Linked DNA regions of Oryctolagus cuniculus: region 2 is linked to region 1. A link is a contact called in public Hi-C data. All regions are on one chromosome and are shown on one strand. The core of a region is the stretch at or near the end of the contact, and the rest is flanking DNA. Distances in the headings are between cores, read along the strand shown.

Evidence for each region. Hi-C and Micro-C count contacts between places; a contact is called where the count stands out from the background.
Region 2: a Hi-C map of embryonic fibroblasts shows a contact between it and region 1, with 2.8 times the contacts expected there. The contact joins two enhancer-like sites. A contact is called at or near these places in 2 of 6 Hi-C or Micro-C datasets (ear pinna and embryonic fibroblasts).

What each region holds. Positions count from the first base shown.
Region 1 is chr13:63,525,104-63,532,780 of mOryCun1.1, forward strand. The region is part of intron 15 of SDCCAG8 (SHH signaling and ciliogenesis regulator SDCCAG8); the gene reads left to right. Among named protein-coding and RNA genes, the nearest start is that of CEP170, 240 kb to the left of the region's middle. Within about 2 kb of position 4,753, at least 3 of the 8 cell types and tissues checked have an H3K27ac peak or open chromatin away from gene starts, as enhancers often do.
Region 2 is chr13:64,274,689-64,282,365 of mOryCun1.1, forward strand. No RefSeq gene overlaps it. Among named protein-coding and RNA genes, the nearest start is that of SPMIP3, 23 kb to the right of the region's middle. Within about 2 kb of position 3,488, at least 1 of the 8 cell types and tissues checked has an H3K27ac peak or open chromatin away from gene starts, as enhancers often do.

The DNA.
Region 1 (7,677 bases), core at 3,503-6,002:
TTTTTAAGCAACCAGAAACTTTTTTTATTTGAAAGTCATAGTTACACAGAAGGAGAAGGGGAGGTGGAGAGAAAGAGAAAGAGAGAGAGAGAGAGAGAGAGAGTGAGAGAGTGAGTCTTCCATCTGCTGGTTCACTCCCCAGTTGGCTGCAATGGCCAGAACTGCACCAATCGAAAGCCAGGAGCCAGGAGATTTTCCCAGGTCTCCCACATAGGTGCCAGGGCCCAAGGACTTAGGCCATCTTCCACTGCTTTCCCAGGCCATAGCAGAGAGCTGAATCTGAAGTGGAGCAGCCAGGACTCGAACCGGCACTCATGGGATGCCGGCACTGCAGGCAGCAGCTTTACCCACTATGCCACAGCACTGGCCCCTCCCTCTTTGTCTTAAAAAAAAAATCCCGACCACTTTTGCAACAAAGGAATATTTGCTTTCTGGCTACATTATGTTTCCACGGACATGAAAAACTATTTCCGGTTAACCAATACAAAGTCCAGGAAAATTTACAAGGAGATCAGACACTTGGCTTTTTACCTGTGACCGAAATTACCACCAGTGGAGCTGTCACAAATGCAGAGTGCCGTCTGCCCCGATGTGGAGCAAATGTCCCCGCTGGCCCTGATGTGGCTGAGGTTGTACTAATTTCCTCTACCCGCCCCCCTTCACAGTTTTGCTCCTGAAGCCAGCACCTTGGCCTTCATCACTCACATGTGTCTCCCAGGTTTTGCTTTTAGTTCGGAAGAAAGTCCCGATTTTCACCTGTGTCTTTGATCCCTGGCCTTACAGAGTTTGGGTTGCTTTTTTTTTTTTTTTTTTTGGTCTTTTAATAATCCCCCACCCCAACTGCTCTAAGTTACAAATGGCCAGATTTCAGTCATCAGGAGAGTAGAATGTATTATTTTTTTGCAGCCTGTCTCACTGGGGGCCGGATTCCAAGGAGGCAGCCCGTGTGCTCACAGGCCAGGAGAGCCAGGATTTCAACAGTGTCAACAATCTTTGCTCATCATACCAAAAAAGCCCTGTGTCGGTGCCGACTCATTAGCATACAGCCGTGCGGTGCTTGCTAACAAAGCAGGCTCTGGGTATCTGCTAGTTTCTCAGCCTGTCGGGCTTCCTTGACCGAAAAGAAGAAATCGCCTCAGGCAAGGATGCTGTCCGAGGATTCTCAAAGAGAGTGAGAAAGAGAGTTTTGAACTGGTTTTAAAGTAATCATCCCTTGGAGAAAGGAGACCGTCCATTCTTTGTTTTTTGTTTTTTAATTTTGTTTTAAATCGCTAAAGAGAAAAAAAAAAAACAAACCCTGGCTATCTAGTTAAAAATGATTGAACCTTGAATAATTCCTGGCCATCCCTTTAATGGTTTTATTTTGTTAAAACACCTAAAAAAATTATCTGTCTGGGCAGAGGTATACAGCGTGCCCTTCTCTCGGTCTGTCTCTATCCCTCTTTTGTTGGGGGGATGGAGGGAAGAAGAAACGTACAAGCAGATGTGCTGCTAGATCTACAGGCTTCTGCCAACCATATGGCATCTTAAAGAAAGATGGTTGGAGCGTCTGGATTAGCAAAGAGTCGGGATGGGAAGCCATGTGTCGTGTTGGTACAGGCAGTTGTTTGAGCTCTCTCTAAATGGCTTCAGGAGATTGTGTAATGGAACAAATGGTCCTGCGAGCCCAGGAACAGCCTTGCCGCTGCTGGAGAGGCAATTGGCCCTCGGGCGGGTGCTGCTCCCCTTGCTCCCCCAGTGTTATGTTTTCTTCTTCAGTGTTCTTCCGACTCGCAGGATTGACTCAGAACTTGTCCATTTAGAATTATGCTCTGGGTTCTCCCGCCTCTATGTCCGGGTGAATGCTCTCTCCCTAATTTGGTAATTAATAATGTCTTCCTCAGTATCTGCTCCCTCAGCCCTCGGCAGGGGGTCCAAGCTCAGCCTCTGACAAAGGAGGTTATCCAGCTATTTGGGGGGGATGTGTCCCTCCCACCAGAGTTTCCAGAAACCCTAGGAGATGGAAAACCTTTCATTTCTTAGTGAGCTGAGTTTTATGAGATCCTTGGTGTTGAACACATAAGAGGTATGTCTCCTCACTGTTTGGGGGCCTTGTGTGTATCATTTACACACACACACACACACACACACACATACAGTAACTCCATTACAGTGAACTCATTGGACTGCCATTTACTAAGCAATTTGAGACCTCAGGACTGTCCTCCCTAATACAAAATGTAGACACAAGTTTGAGAATTGAGACACTGTGATGCTGGCAGCACGTTGGCAGTATTTCAGCTATGGTCAAGTCCTCAGACCATTCTTGTTTTGAGAGGCCAGAAGCAGAAGATGCCCTGAGACCTTGCAGGCAGTGCAGATCTGCTGAGCTTGCTGTCTTAGCCTAGCTGCGTGGACAGTCCACCTACATTCTAAGTCAGACGGATCTTATCTTCTGGTAGTTTCATTGTGCATGCAGTGCAACGTCTTTAGCTGCTAGAAAAGTTAGCGGTTAAAACTTACCTCCACCTTCCTGGAGTAAGATAGCAAGTGTATCACAAATTGTGCTTATGGAAGACGAAGTGGCTCCGCTCATGGATTTGTTCAGAGAACCTGACATCAAATAAGTTTGAATTAGGTGGTCAGTGCGGGTCAGTGAGGGCTGGCTGCTTAGTGCCTGGTTTAGGCTGCACATTATGCGAGCAGAGTGCACTGAATACCAACACCTTCTTTCTCATAGGCAATGACTCTAACTACACAGGTCACCATAATGGGAGCAACTAGGAAATGCAGCATTTGGGATGAATATGAGTTACCTGTGCTCAACTCTAGGAAATAGGAGGCTAGCCATGTCTGTTATGGCTTCCCTCAAAGCGACTTGGAGCAATGAAAATACATTCTAATTTATTTACTGCATAATGATGCAAAGCCTTCTCAAAAAGAGAAATGAAAGCTACAGAATGGCTGACTGGGCTCCAGTAGGAGAAAAGGGCACAGAACCTAGAAATGGGAATGTGTCTTCAGACTGTCATCATTTGGATGCACTTGCAGCTCAGGCAAGCAAGTTTTACTATCTTAAAGTCATCTGAAAAAAAAAGCATCCAAAGACTGTTAGTCTTCATTGATAACTGTTTTCTGCAAGGATAAGATGTCACTCAGAAATTTCAAATAAAGCACTGTTTCCTTTTTGTGCATTCTTTGTATTTAAAATTTTATTCTTCTAGATTTGAAACACTGCTTTTCTAAAGAGCTCATTTCTTACTGCACATGTGAAGTGTTAGAGTATTCCTACTTTGTCCTCTGAGTCTGAGATCTGTGTGGGGGTGGAGTGTCTATGGAAAGCATAATTTTGATTGTTATCTACCACATGGAAGAAATTACCACTTTACTCTCTTTTACCTTCCAAGTGTACAGGGTCCCAAATTTGTCAGCCTTAGAATCTCTTGAAACAATGCAATTAAACTGCAACATATTTCCTAACATTCTTAATTAAGACAGTGACTGAAAAATGTAGATTAACAGAAGTTACTGTTTTTATCAACATATTTTCTCTCTTTCCCGCCACCATCACATCCTCCTTCCCCCACCCCTTTTTGCTTTAAATGTCTGATGTCAGTTTCGTCCACATGTACATTATGCACATGGCACTGAAGAAACAAAGTAAAAAATTCTCTTTTAATTCTGAGCTGCATGCCCAGCGCCACATGCACTGTCTGTTACATGTCGCTTCTTATGAGGTTCATGCTGGGAGTTTCTTTTTAAAGGCAAAGTGTTTCTGAAGGAAAGAGTTCAGGTTGGGCAGATTGTGTTAGAAAAATCGCACTGCCTCCGAGTGGAATTAATACACTGATTCTTCTGTGCAGGCTCAAACTGGCAGCGTGTGCAAAAGTTCAAGAGTGTCTGGGAATTGAAATATGGAGGAGAAATCGGGAGAGGGAGCAGAGACAAAGAATTGGAAGTAGGGCTCAGAAGTGAAACTCATGGTAACTTTGTAAAGAAAGGGAGAGAATTCAAGTATGAACTGGGTCATAAAGCAGTTCTGGCTGACAGTATTGTCATCACGAAGTCCTGTTTTCCCTAGCACATTTTAGGACTGATCTTAAAATTCAGTGTAGCTATTGGGATGGAGGTGGGGGCAATGCCATACCCAGCACCTTTTCACCCACCTTGTTTGAGTCCTTGCTAGTTTCAACTAAGTCCCATGAGAAGCATAACCTCTAATGTAGAAATCAAAACAGGCTGTAATACTCCCTTGGCCTATAGGCCAAGATTTTTCCCTCTTTAATTAAAATTTGAGTCCTTCCTGATCATCAACAAACAGCGTTTCATTTATTTGTTTACAAATAAGGAATTAAAAAGTAAGATGAGCAAATACAACCACGCAGCACCTTTCTCATCACGAGGAAATCAACCTTTCTCCTGATTTCTTCTCAGGGGAAAGAAATTGGGACGTGAGCGTGGAGTTAATGAAGCTTTCACCCATCTCCCTCCCTCAACTGCCATCTCTCTTTAATCCTCTCCTGCTGCCAAAGTCCAGAGGCCCGTTGAGCCCCCGCGGAGTCTCCCGAGCCAGATGCTCCGCACCCAGCCTCCCGCCCCCCACCGTCTGAGCTCGCCGCCCTCCAGGTGCGGGGCGCCTGCCCCGAGGAGGTTCGGGGCCCTCCCGGGGGACGGCAGGACGCCGGGCAAGCCCGGGCCGCCGAGTGTCCAGAGGCGGAGCCGGCGGGAGGTCGGCACGGGCGGGGAGACCCGGCGCGCGGCGGCGCTCAGAGCTGGAGCGCGGAGCTGCCGCGGAGTGGGGCGCCTCCGGCCCAGAACGCGCTCCGAGGTGGCCCGAGAGCAGGTGCTGGCGTGCCGGAGGCACTCGCGGAGCCCTGTTGTCTGCTCAGCCTGCAGAAGCAGTTGCCCAGCCTGGGGTAGCATACCGGCTGGGAGTTCCCGGGACGCGGCGTGGCACTGCAGGGCTGTGCTCCGTGCGCTCGCGGAAAAGCTGAATACGGGAAGGGCTCGTCCGGAGCGCGCACAGCCGCTCCCTAACTCCGTCAAACTTAAGACTTAAGCATTCTACTGGCAAGCAGCGGGAGGGGGGGAAATATTCTACCTTCTGTTTGGCAGTTGCTCTTTTTCTGAAGCAGGAAATTCTCTGTGTGGATGACTCAGTACACGGGTACTCCCACTGCCACATGGGTCAGGGGCTGGGGAGACGGTCGGAATCCTGCCCGTGCATCTTTTAAAATGGGAGTCTGCAGCCGGTGGGCATGGAGCTGCCCCCCCAGCCCACCAGGCCCTGTGGCCCCTCTCCTCCTACTGTGCTTTCCGTCAGGACGGCTGCTTGTACTGCCCTGGAACCTAATTTCTCCCAAAACAACCACCAAGGAACCGGCACCTAGGAATTAAACCCTACGTGATTTAACATGAAAGGTGGAGCAGGGGTTCTTTGTGAAATCTGGGAGCTGGGGCCTGTGCAGGGAGGGACTGCCTACTGTCCCCTGGAGCAGACCCAGATGAAAGTCTCGCCTTCCCTTTCCCTTCTGTCCCTCTTATTCAGGAAATCTTAATTTAGGAGAAAATGAGGATTCTGTTCCACAAGGAACACTGTGTCTTGTCGCTGGAGCACGCTGCTGCTCCTCTAAGGCTCCCTTGCTATCCATCTCAAGGACTGCACGTCTTGTGCACATAGATACTTTCTGGTTGGAACACCTAAAAGCTGATTGATGACAGGGAGGTGGTACTGAACTGGCATATCCCAGAGGAGTCTTCCTATGTGTTCTCTTTGCCATCTTCCTCAGTGCCACAGTGATTCCCTGGGCTACCCGAGCACTGTGTTAGCTTGAGATGATAAAACAAAACAAAACAAAAGGAGAAAGGACTGCTGGAAGCCTTCACTGATTCTTTTGCCACTCGTTAAAATTCAAAAATTTGCAGCCCAAATATTAAAAAATTGACTTAGTTCATTTCTTCTCCCCCACAGTGGCATGTAACTGGGCAGAATCGGGCTCTTCTGCTGGAGCCCGCTGGAAACCAAAATGAGCCCTCCAGCAGGCCTAATCACTCTGATCTGTCATGGACCTTCTAGCTGGAAGAGTTATGCCATCATATAATCCCAACACTCAGCACCGTGTGGAGGACCCCCTTTTACTAAATGATTTATTACTCTTAGCAGAATTCCTTTGGCGGCAGATTTTATTTCTGAGTCACTCTGTTCAGCTCAATTGGTCGCCTTCAGTTACCGTGGCAACCAGCAGATGGGGTTCTTTGACAAGGGTCAGCAGGGAGGCTGTGTCGGTATAGAGGGAAGAGAAGCTAAATAAAAAAGCTTTCGGCATTGACAGTTCTGTAGTAGATGTCCAGGAGTTGTTATCAAATTACTTGCATTAAAACCTAATTAAGATGTGTGCCAGTAAGTGCACTGTAGTGACTGAATCTGGTTATTACTTAGCTGCCATGGGCTCACTCCTATTCCATCGTACCTCTGTGACCAATTTGGCTATCCCAGGGATGGTCAGCAATGAAGGAAACCGAGGAGGAGCTCACAACAGTGGGGGGCTCCAAACGCTCCAGAACCCCTCTCAGAGGGCTTTGGTCTTGGGAGCACCACGAGGACCTCACTAGAACAGAGTCTTTCTGAAAACACAGCCCTGTCCATGAACACCTGTTAGAGGGTATCTGAGCAGGACTGCCCTGCATCTTATAGCTTTGTATCTTTAAGACGGTTGTTGCTTTAATTGCAAATAGCACTCATCCCAATGAAACGGGTCTTTGGCTCTTCCCAGTTGCAGAATCCATAAATCCACAGAGGTGGGACAACTAAGTGCAAAGGATATTTTCTGTAGAAGAGGAAAGGGATATTATTAGGTCACTTGGCAAAACCAGAATTCAGTAGGTTAACTAAAAGCATTATATTGATATTAAATTCACTGTAGTAGATAGTATGCCATAAGAGAAGATTTTGTAAGAGGAGATCTTTATACACAGGAGGTACACTGCTGCATCTAGGAGAAAAAGGGCAATGGTATATGCAACTTGTTCTCAAAGGTTCAGAAAAAAGTACTATATACTTGTATACACACGAAAAAGTATAATAAATAAAATGGGGCAAAATTAACACAACAGCTGAATTCAGTTCAGCGATATGTGGGTATTCTTGGAAATTTTTGTCAGTTTAGCATTATTTCCAAATAAACCAAAAGGATTCATACCTTTGGGATGAGGGAAGGATATGATACATAAAGCAATGTGGGCTTTTCTGCTAGTGCTTCTGTATGGCCTTAAGCCCAGTGCAGCCTGGATCCTACTCTGTGATGATTCTGATTTTCAGCAATTTCCATTCCTCTGCCCCATTTTCTTTGAACAATGGGCCGCAGTTGCCATGACTCTGCTTTTTTTTTTTTTTTTTCAAAAGAGCTGGTTGAGGTAACTCAAGCTTGAGACAGATGGTCTTCTAGGTTCTTTAAGATCCAAGATTCTTAGGGCAGGCATTTGACATAGGGGTTAAAATGCTGCTTAAGATGCCTGCATCCCATATCCTTGTGCCAGGGTTCAAGTCCTGCCTCAGCTTCTGATTCCAGCTCCCCAGTAATGTGTACCTTGGGAGGCAGCTGATGATGGCTCAGGGTGGAGTTCTTTTAAAGTGGCTTGGATCCTGAGGCTGGCACTGCGGCTCACTAGGCTAATCCTCCACCTGCAGCACCGGCACCC
Region 2 (7,677 bases), core at 2,238-4,737, 750 kb after region 1:
CAGCCCAGTGACCATGATGGGAAACAGCCAATACCCTACAGTGAACGACTGTGTTGCTAAGCTAGGCTATTCCATACGTTGGGTGCATTAAATACATTTTCAACTTTTGATGGGTTTGCTGAGATGCAATTGCATTGGAAGTCGAGGATGATGTACACATGTATAATATATAATGTTATGCAATTAAGAACAAGGTAAAGCTATGTATACTGGCATGGAAATGTCTCCATGAGCCAGAGTCATATGCAGAGAACCAAGCTGTAGAATGATCCGTATTGTATGTATATGTATTTTACTTATATAAAAATAATTGTCACATACATGCTTGTGTGCATACACATACACTGCAAATTTAGAGAAAGGCTGAAGAATTCATACATCAATTGTTAACACTAGTTGCCTTTGGGAATGTAATGGAATTGAGTGTGAATTTGTTTTAACTTTTTTTCTGGAAAATCATGCATGTATATACACACACACATATATAAATGGGTATGTATCAATTAAAAATTTAAAAACTATTTTAGATTTAAATGTAAAGAATAAAGCCATTAAAGTAGTACATGAATATGCGATCTTATATGAAAAAGAAAAAACTTTGGATGCACAAAAGCAATGTAAAAAAAGGATAAAAGCAACTATTTCCAGAATTAACTACATTAAATGCTCTGGTGAAAAATAGACAGAATTTAAAAGGTAAACAAAAACTGAATGATAGAGGAGAGTGTTTGGCTCAGTGGTTAAGACGCTGCTTGGGATGCCTGCATTCCCATTTTGGAGTAGCTGGGTTCTAGTCCCAGCTCCAGCTGCCAGTGCCAGCTTCCTGCACACCTTGGGAAGCAGTCTCTGGAGGTTCACATTCCTATGGCCGGGAAACTGGGATGGAGTGCCTAGCTCCCAGCTTCAGCCTGGTCCAGTCCTGCCTGCTGTGTACATCTGGGGGAGTCAAACCGCGACGGGAGATCTCTCTGTCTCCTTGCCTTTCAAATAAATACAATAAAAGTATTTTGAAGGGTGGAATAATAATTCAGCACCAACTGTAACTAAGGATCAAATCCTTTATATTATAAAGGATGAAAATGTCTCAAATAAGATCACCTGCAAAAAAGTAAGAAAAAGCAAATACAAGTCCTGACCCTTCAGCCCACGCTGTAGGCAATGGAATGCACTTCGGGCATTGGCATCCCGTATCCTTATGAAAGACTACGTAATAGGCCAAGGCGGCAGAGCACCGCTCAAGTGGGCAAGCTTGGAGCAGGCCCTCCTGCAAGGGCGGGCGAAGCCGGCGCTCTACCTAACCCGCCTGTCCATCATGCCCCTCACCGACACCGTCCAGAACCCGAGTTCCTGCCTGGCTTGCAATCTCTTCTCTTTCGGATTCCTCTTTGAGGATGCATTTAGGCCTGCCCCCTCAGAAAGGAGAAGGCCAGGTACAAGAAGTCCAGGGTTTCCACAGGTGGCTCCGGGCCCGCGGGGAAGCCCGGTGCTTGTCACATTTCCACCTATGAGGCTTTCACTACCCCGTGCGTCACACGGCGCCCCCCGGGGTGTCACTGCTGCTCTCTCTTCCTCTAAAGGCAAAGGGCATCACGGCGCCTGACCCAGCCGCAGAAGGAAACTGAAAATGAAAGAAATGACTTCTCCAAAGTCACCCGGACACCAGCCACCAACCAAGCGACGGAGCACTGGCCTGAAGACCGCTGGGTTGATGAGGAACGCCTTGCAGGCCACCGAGCTCCAGAAAGAACGGGACCCCAAGACCCTAAGTGGCGTGACTTTCCTTGGTGAGAAGGCCATTGCCGGAAGCCCCACCCAACGCAGGAAAGTCCCAGGGTCTCTCCTGACGTCATGCAGATCAAAGGGGCGACCCTGTACCTGTAACAGTGTGGTGGTCGGGTTGATCCGAGACAGTGGTGAACTGTCTTCAAGTACTTACTTAGCTCCAGGAACACGTAGCGGACACGGACACAGAACGAGTGTGCTGGGCTTACCCACAGACAGCCTGTCCTCGTCCGGGAACACTTCGAGATTCCTCTCCAGGAGAAGTTCGACAGCCCCAGCCTCTTGTAATACTTTCCTGGGTCACACGTGCCGCAAAGCTGAGGCTGAATGCTGGGAGTTAAACTTTTCAGCTCTAGAATGAGCGAAGGCTAACAAGGCTCAGGGGTTGGAACGGAAACCCCAGTGATTCTGAAGAGAGGAAAAGAGAGGCCTCTTGCTTATTACGGTACAGTGCTGAAGACAACTGTGGACTAAAATGAGGCTTTAAAGAAAAATAAAGAGGGTTTTTCAAATGTGTGGCGAAATAGAAGTGACACTAACCTGGGAGACAGCTGTGCTCTCCTTCCTCCTCTGCCACCAATTAGATGTGTGCTGAGGGCACTCCCTTCCTGGGAGCTGTAACTTTGTAAAACAAGAGCTTACCCGGTCACTGAACAGCCCTACTTCCGAGGGCGCGTGGGCCATCTGAGACACAGCCGTGTGGACCTGATCCTCTCCACTGCTGCCGTTCAGGCTATAGCCCTCAGCTGCCACTGAAATGCCCAGTGAAAGCATCCGCAGCATGGCTGGTGACGCTGTGAGACAAGCCAGGAGTTAAGACACACAGAGTGGTTTCCGTTCCACTGTGTTTCAGTGATATTCACCATGCTAGCAATCTAAGACAGTCTCTCTTTGCAAATAGAGAGACTACTATAACAGAGTACAGTCCATCCAATGACTTTCTGCCATCTGCGAGGGAGGTGGCAGGCCCCAGACAGCTGTGGAAGGGACCTTCAACTTGAATTTTCTAACAGTAACAGGCATAAGCAGATTGGTCCTTGGAATTAGGCTTTCTTAGAGTGGCATTAACATGAATTCACGTCCCCTAAACTCGTACCAGCAGATACGGTAAAAATGGCTTTATCCCTAGAGTAATTAATCCATGTAGCAAAGAGATCCTGAAGGTGCTGCCAGCAATCTTAGGATAATTGAGATCTGACAGCAAATAAATGCTGTGGATCAGGACAGCTTTTGCTACCCCAAAGCCCCAAAGTGAGGACCGCCTTCCAAAAGCTCAGCATCCAAAACTTGTTTATCCCCTTTTGTGGCGAGCCCATCATCCTGGACTGCAAACCCTACACTCCCCGCGCCCCCATGATACCCATTCAGGGCAGTGACCCCAGTTGGCAACCAGGAGCCGCATGGACTGCGGTCAAACACCCAGATGAAATGCAAACTGCAGCTGATGGCCTGGCCTTTCGGGTCAGTGGCTGCTGTGCACAGCTCTCTCCCAGCCTCCTGAAGCTCAGATGCCAGCCCGATTTCTATCTGGAAATGTCCCAGCCCCAACATGGAACAAAAGTTCCCTCTGACAAGCGCATTCGGGTTCCAAAGTATGTTTTTATGTTTGTTGGCAAATAGAACTGTCACCAGCCACAATAACAACACTGTTTTCCCTCGACTGAAGCTACTTCATTTCTTCACATTTGTTCCAGGGCTGGAGCTGGACAGATGAATAATGTAGGCTAGGCGGCTGGCCCAAATCCTGACCTCGTGCCTCCAAAAGCAAACACAGAGGTGAAAATGGAGACTTGTTTGTTTGAACTCCCACTGCCTAATGTTAAAAAGAAAGAGAAAGAAGGAAAACAAACCTCCCACCATCCTATTTCACTGAGGGTTTTTGTTTTGTTTTTCTTTTCTTTTTTCATTTTTCACTTTTTCTAAGAAGGAACTACAGCCCTCTACTGGTGTAAGGAATAAAGCCAGTTTCTCAATTGTCAAGGTTACTCTGCCATCTTGTGGCCATGTTAGGGTGGCTCAAGGCCAGATAAGATCTTATCTCAAGTTTTATAACATATGGCTGGGTCAGGTCTTTGGAGAATTTTTTACAGAATTTAGATAGATTTTCACTTAAGACATCTCATGAATATATGTTACATTTTGGGGGGAAAACTTAGATGTTTGGAGTTAACATTTTAGCTTTAAGATTTTTGTTTTATTTTTGAGAGGCAGAGTTATAGACAGAGAGGGAGAGACAGAGAGAAGAGTCTTCCATCCACTAGTTCATTCCTCAAATGACCACAATGGCTGCAGCTGGGCTGACCCAAAGCTAGGAGCCAGGAAGTTCTTCCAGGTCTCCCACATGGGTGCAGGGACCCAAGCACTTGGGCCATCTTCCACTGCTTTCCCAGGCCATAAGCAGAGAGCTGGATCGGAAGAGGAGCAGCCAGGACTAGAACCAGCACCTATATGAGATGCCAGCCCTGCAGGCAGAGGCTTAGCCCACTATGCTACAGCACAGGCCTCTAGAATTTTAGCTTTATATTCAAGCACTAAACAGCTACTTGTGGCAGCATGCTTGAGCAAGTCATTTCATTTACGTGTGTGTGTATATGTATGTATTTGTTTTTATTAAAAGGCAGTGAGAGGCCGGCGCCGCGGCTCAACAGGCTAATCCTCCACCTTGCAGCGCCGGCACACCAGGTTCTAGTTCCAGTCAGGGCGCCGGAATCTGTCCCGGTTGCCCCTCTTCCAGGCCAGCTCTCTGCTGTGGCCAGGGAGTGCAGTGGAGGATGGCCCAAGTGCTTGGGCCCTGCACCCAATGGGAGACCAGGAGAAGACCTGGCTCCTGCCATCGGATCAGCGCGGTGCACTGGCCGCAGCACGCCTCCGCAGTGGCCATTGGAGGGTGAACCAATGGCAAAGTAAGACCTTTCTCTCTGTCTCTCTCTCTCACTGTGCACTTTGCCTGTCCAAAAAAAAAAAAAAAAAAAAAAAGGCAGTGAGACATAGAGGGAGATAGAGCAAGATCTTCCATCCATTGATGTACTCCCCAAATGCCCACAACAACCAGGGCTGAATATGCCAATTCCAGGAGCCTGGAACTCAGTCTAGGTTTTTACATGGGTGTCAGGGACCCAAACACCTGATCCATCACCTGTTGCTCCCCCGGTGCACATTAACAGAGGCTAGATAAGAAGTGGCAGAGCCAGGACTTGAACTAGCCACCCTGAAATGGAAGGTGGTTGTCGCAAGAAGCAACTTAGCCACTGCACCACACCTCTGCCCGTTATCATTTTAGTTCTATGAACCTGTTTTCTTATCTGTAAAATGGAAATCATAATAAATGTTTGACTCTCAGGGTTTTAAGAAGTTGAATGAGATAATGTGAATAGAAAGAGACTCATGGAGGTGATAAGCATGTTCACAGAAACATGTTAAACATGCATAGACGAGTGGAATCTGTAATCACACTCGGTAAAACTTCAGGAACACAAACCTACTGAGGCAGGCATTGAGGCACAGTGGGTTAAGCCAGCACTTAGGATGCCTGCATCCATATTGGAGCATCGGTTCAAGTCCTGGCTACTCCACTTCCAATACAGCTCTCTACTAATGCACCTAGGAAACAGTAGATGATGATCCAAATAGTTGGGTTCCTGGGAGACCTGGGTCAAGCTCCTGGCTCCAGGCTTGGGACCAGCCCAAGCTGTTGTGGCCATTTGGGAATGAACCAGTGGATGGAAGGTATCTCTCTGATTCATTTTCATTCTCTCTCGCGCACCTCTCATTCTTTTTTTTTTTTTTTTTTTTTTGACAGGCAGAGTTAGAGAGAGAGAGAGAGGGAGAGAGAGACAGACAGAGAGAAAGGTCTTCCTTTTTCCGTTGGTTCACCCCCTAAGTGGCTGCTACCACCAGCGCACCGTGCCAATCCGAAGCCACAAGCCAGGTGCTTCCTCCTGGTCTCCCATGTGGGTGCAGGGCCAAAGCACCTGGACCATCCTCCACTGCACTCCCCAGCCACAGCAGAGAGCTGGACTGGAAGAGGGGCAACCAGGACAGAATCCGGCACCCCAACCGGGACTAGAACCCGGTGTGCCGGCACCGCAGGTGGAGGATTAGCCTAGCGAGCCACGGTGCCGGCTCTTGCCTCTCATTCTATCTTTGAAATAAATCATTTTTAAAAAGAGAAGGAAGAGAAGAAGAAATAGAATCCTGTTTTGGTGTCTAATCTGCTACAGTACAGATCTCTGGCCTTAGAATAAGAAAAGAGAGGGCTTCTCCCCGTCACGTGCTTTCCTAAATGTACATATTGCCAAATACGCTCAGCTTGCACTACTCCCAGTAAGGTCCGTTTCTTCATCTTTTTTCATAGGACTCTCAAACGGATAACAGCAACCGTCTGTGAGGTTAAAGAAGTTCACTTACATGGAATTTCAAAGCGTCCACGTGTTTGGGGGCTTAGGTGTTCAGCTCCCTTGTCTTTTGGAAAAAGCCTAAGCCAGACCAGCCGCTAAAGGAGGCCACACGGGACGTCTGTGCCACACAGGGCTGACGCAAGATGACTCATCAGACACAAGATGGCTTTGGCCACTGCTTCTGTGCAGCTGTTAGGAGGAAGCCAAGAATGCCTGGTGCCAAGCTTGGGACTTGGTGTTTAAACCCAAATTTCACAGTCCTCACCTCTTGCTGAATTTCAGTTCTGCTTGGGCCAGTGGACCTGCCGACACCAAGTCTGCTAATTGGTCTCTCTCCCAGATGATGAGGTACAGCTGGCTGCAGGAACAATCATTCGGCCATGAGACAATGGCATCCCAGCCAAAGGGACAACAAATCCTTGGGTGAATGCTGAGGACTTATGACTCAGATGTCTAAGCTGTCTTCCTCTAGGCTGGGCCCCGGTACCTCCACATTCACCTTCTGTTTCCAAGTTTGGCTCACATAGACTGTTCCTCTGGAAGCCTCCATTAGGATCTGCAATGAGTCACCCGCAGCCCCGTGTATTTTAGCCAGAGAGGGATAAGGAAGACAGACGTAAACTGTCTCCAGGAGTGTCTCTGGCAGGCCTGGGGGTGGAAGTGAAAGGCCATCCCTTGGCCCTACAGAGTACATAGCTTTCTCAGCCGCCAAAGGGTGACATACCAGGACTACAAAATCAGAGAAGTGCTTGTCCCTCCTCCCACAACTCTTAGCAAGCTGCCAATCTGTGCTTGAGGACCTGAGGCTTTGTCCTTCTCAGGCCACCTCTGAAAACAAGAGGTTCTTCCTTTTTCTGTCACTAGGAGAGGGTTAGCAGTCAGGCTGTTCCCCAGGAAGGTGCGAGAAGGTGAGGATTTTCTTTAAAGCGTTTCCATATGCTTTATAAACTCTTTATGTGAGTCAGGTGAGCGTGGGAGTCAGAAGAATAGTGGCCAACATTTCACAGCTGAAGCGAGGGTTAAGGTGATTACCGGCACAGGGCTGCTGACAAAGTTAGGAGCCTTTTGTGATGGGAGGGAAAAGATAGGCCTTGGCAATTCACACCCCTGCTTTGAGTGCCAGCTATGCGTCCAGGAGACTGTGGAAGGCCTGGGGCCAGGGCTGAGGGTGTCTCCACGTGTTGAGAGTCTGGAGGCCTTCACATCCACATATTCAACAGTGACAGACCAAGGTTTACTTGTAAGACTGGAAAATCTGACAGTAAAACATTGGGGGTGGGGCAGTGCTAGCTTTAAACACAAACCAGTGAATTGACTTATTGGATTAATAAAGTTATTTCTAGAGCAGTCTTTTAGAATTATTCAAAACAATCATATTAATACAACCCAGTAGTAAAAATACTTTATCTTCTCTATCAGTTCTCAGGGAAGTTTGAGACAGGAATGGGAGATTAGGGAGTCGGGGTGTGGTTTAGGCCGAGACCAGACTCTTATCAGA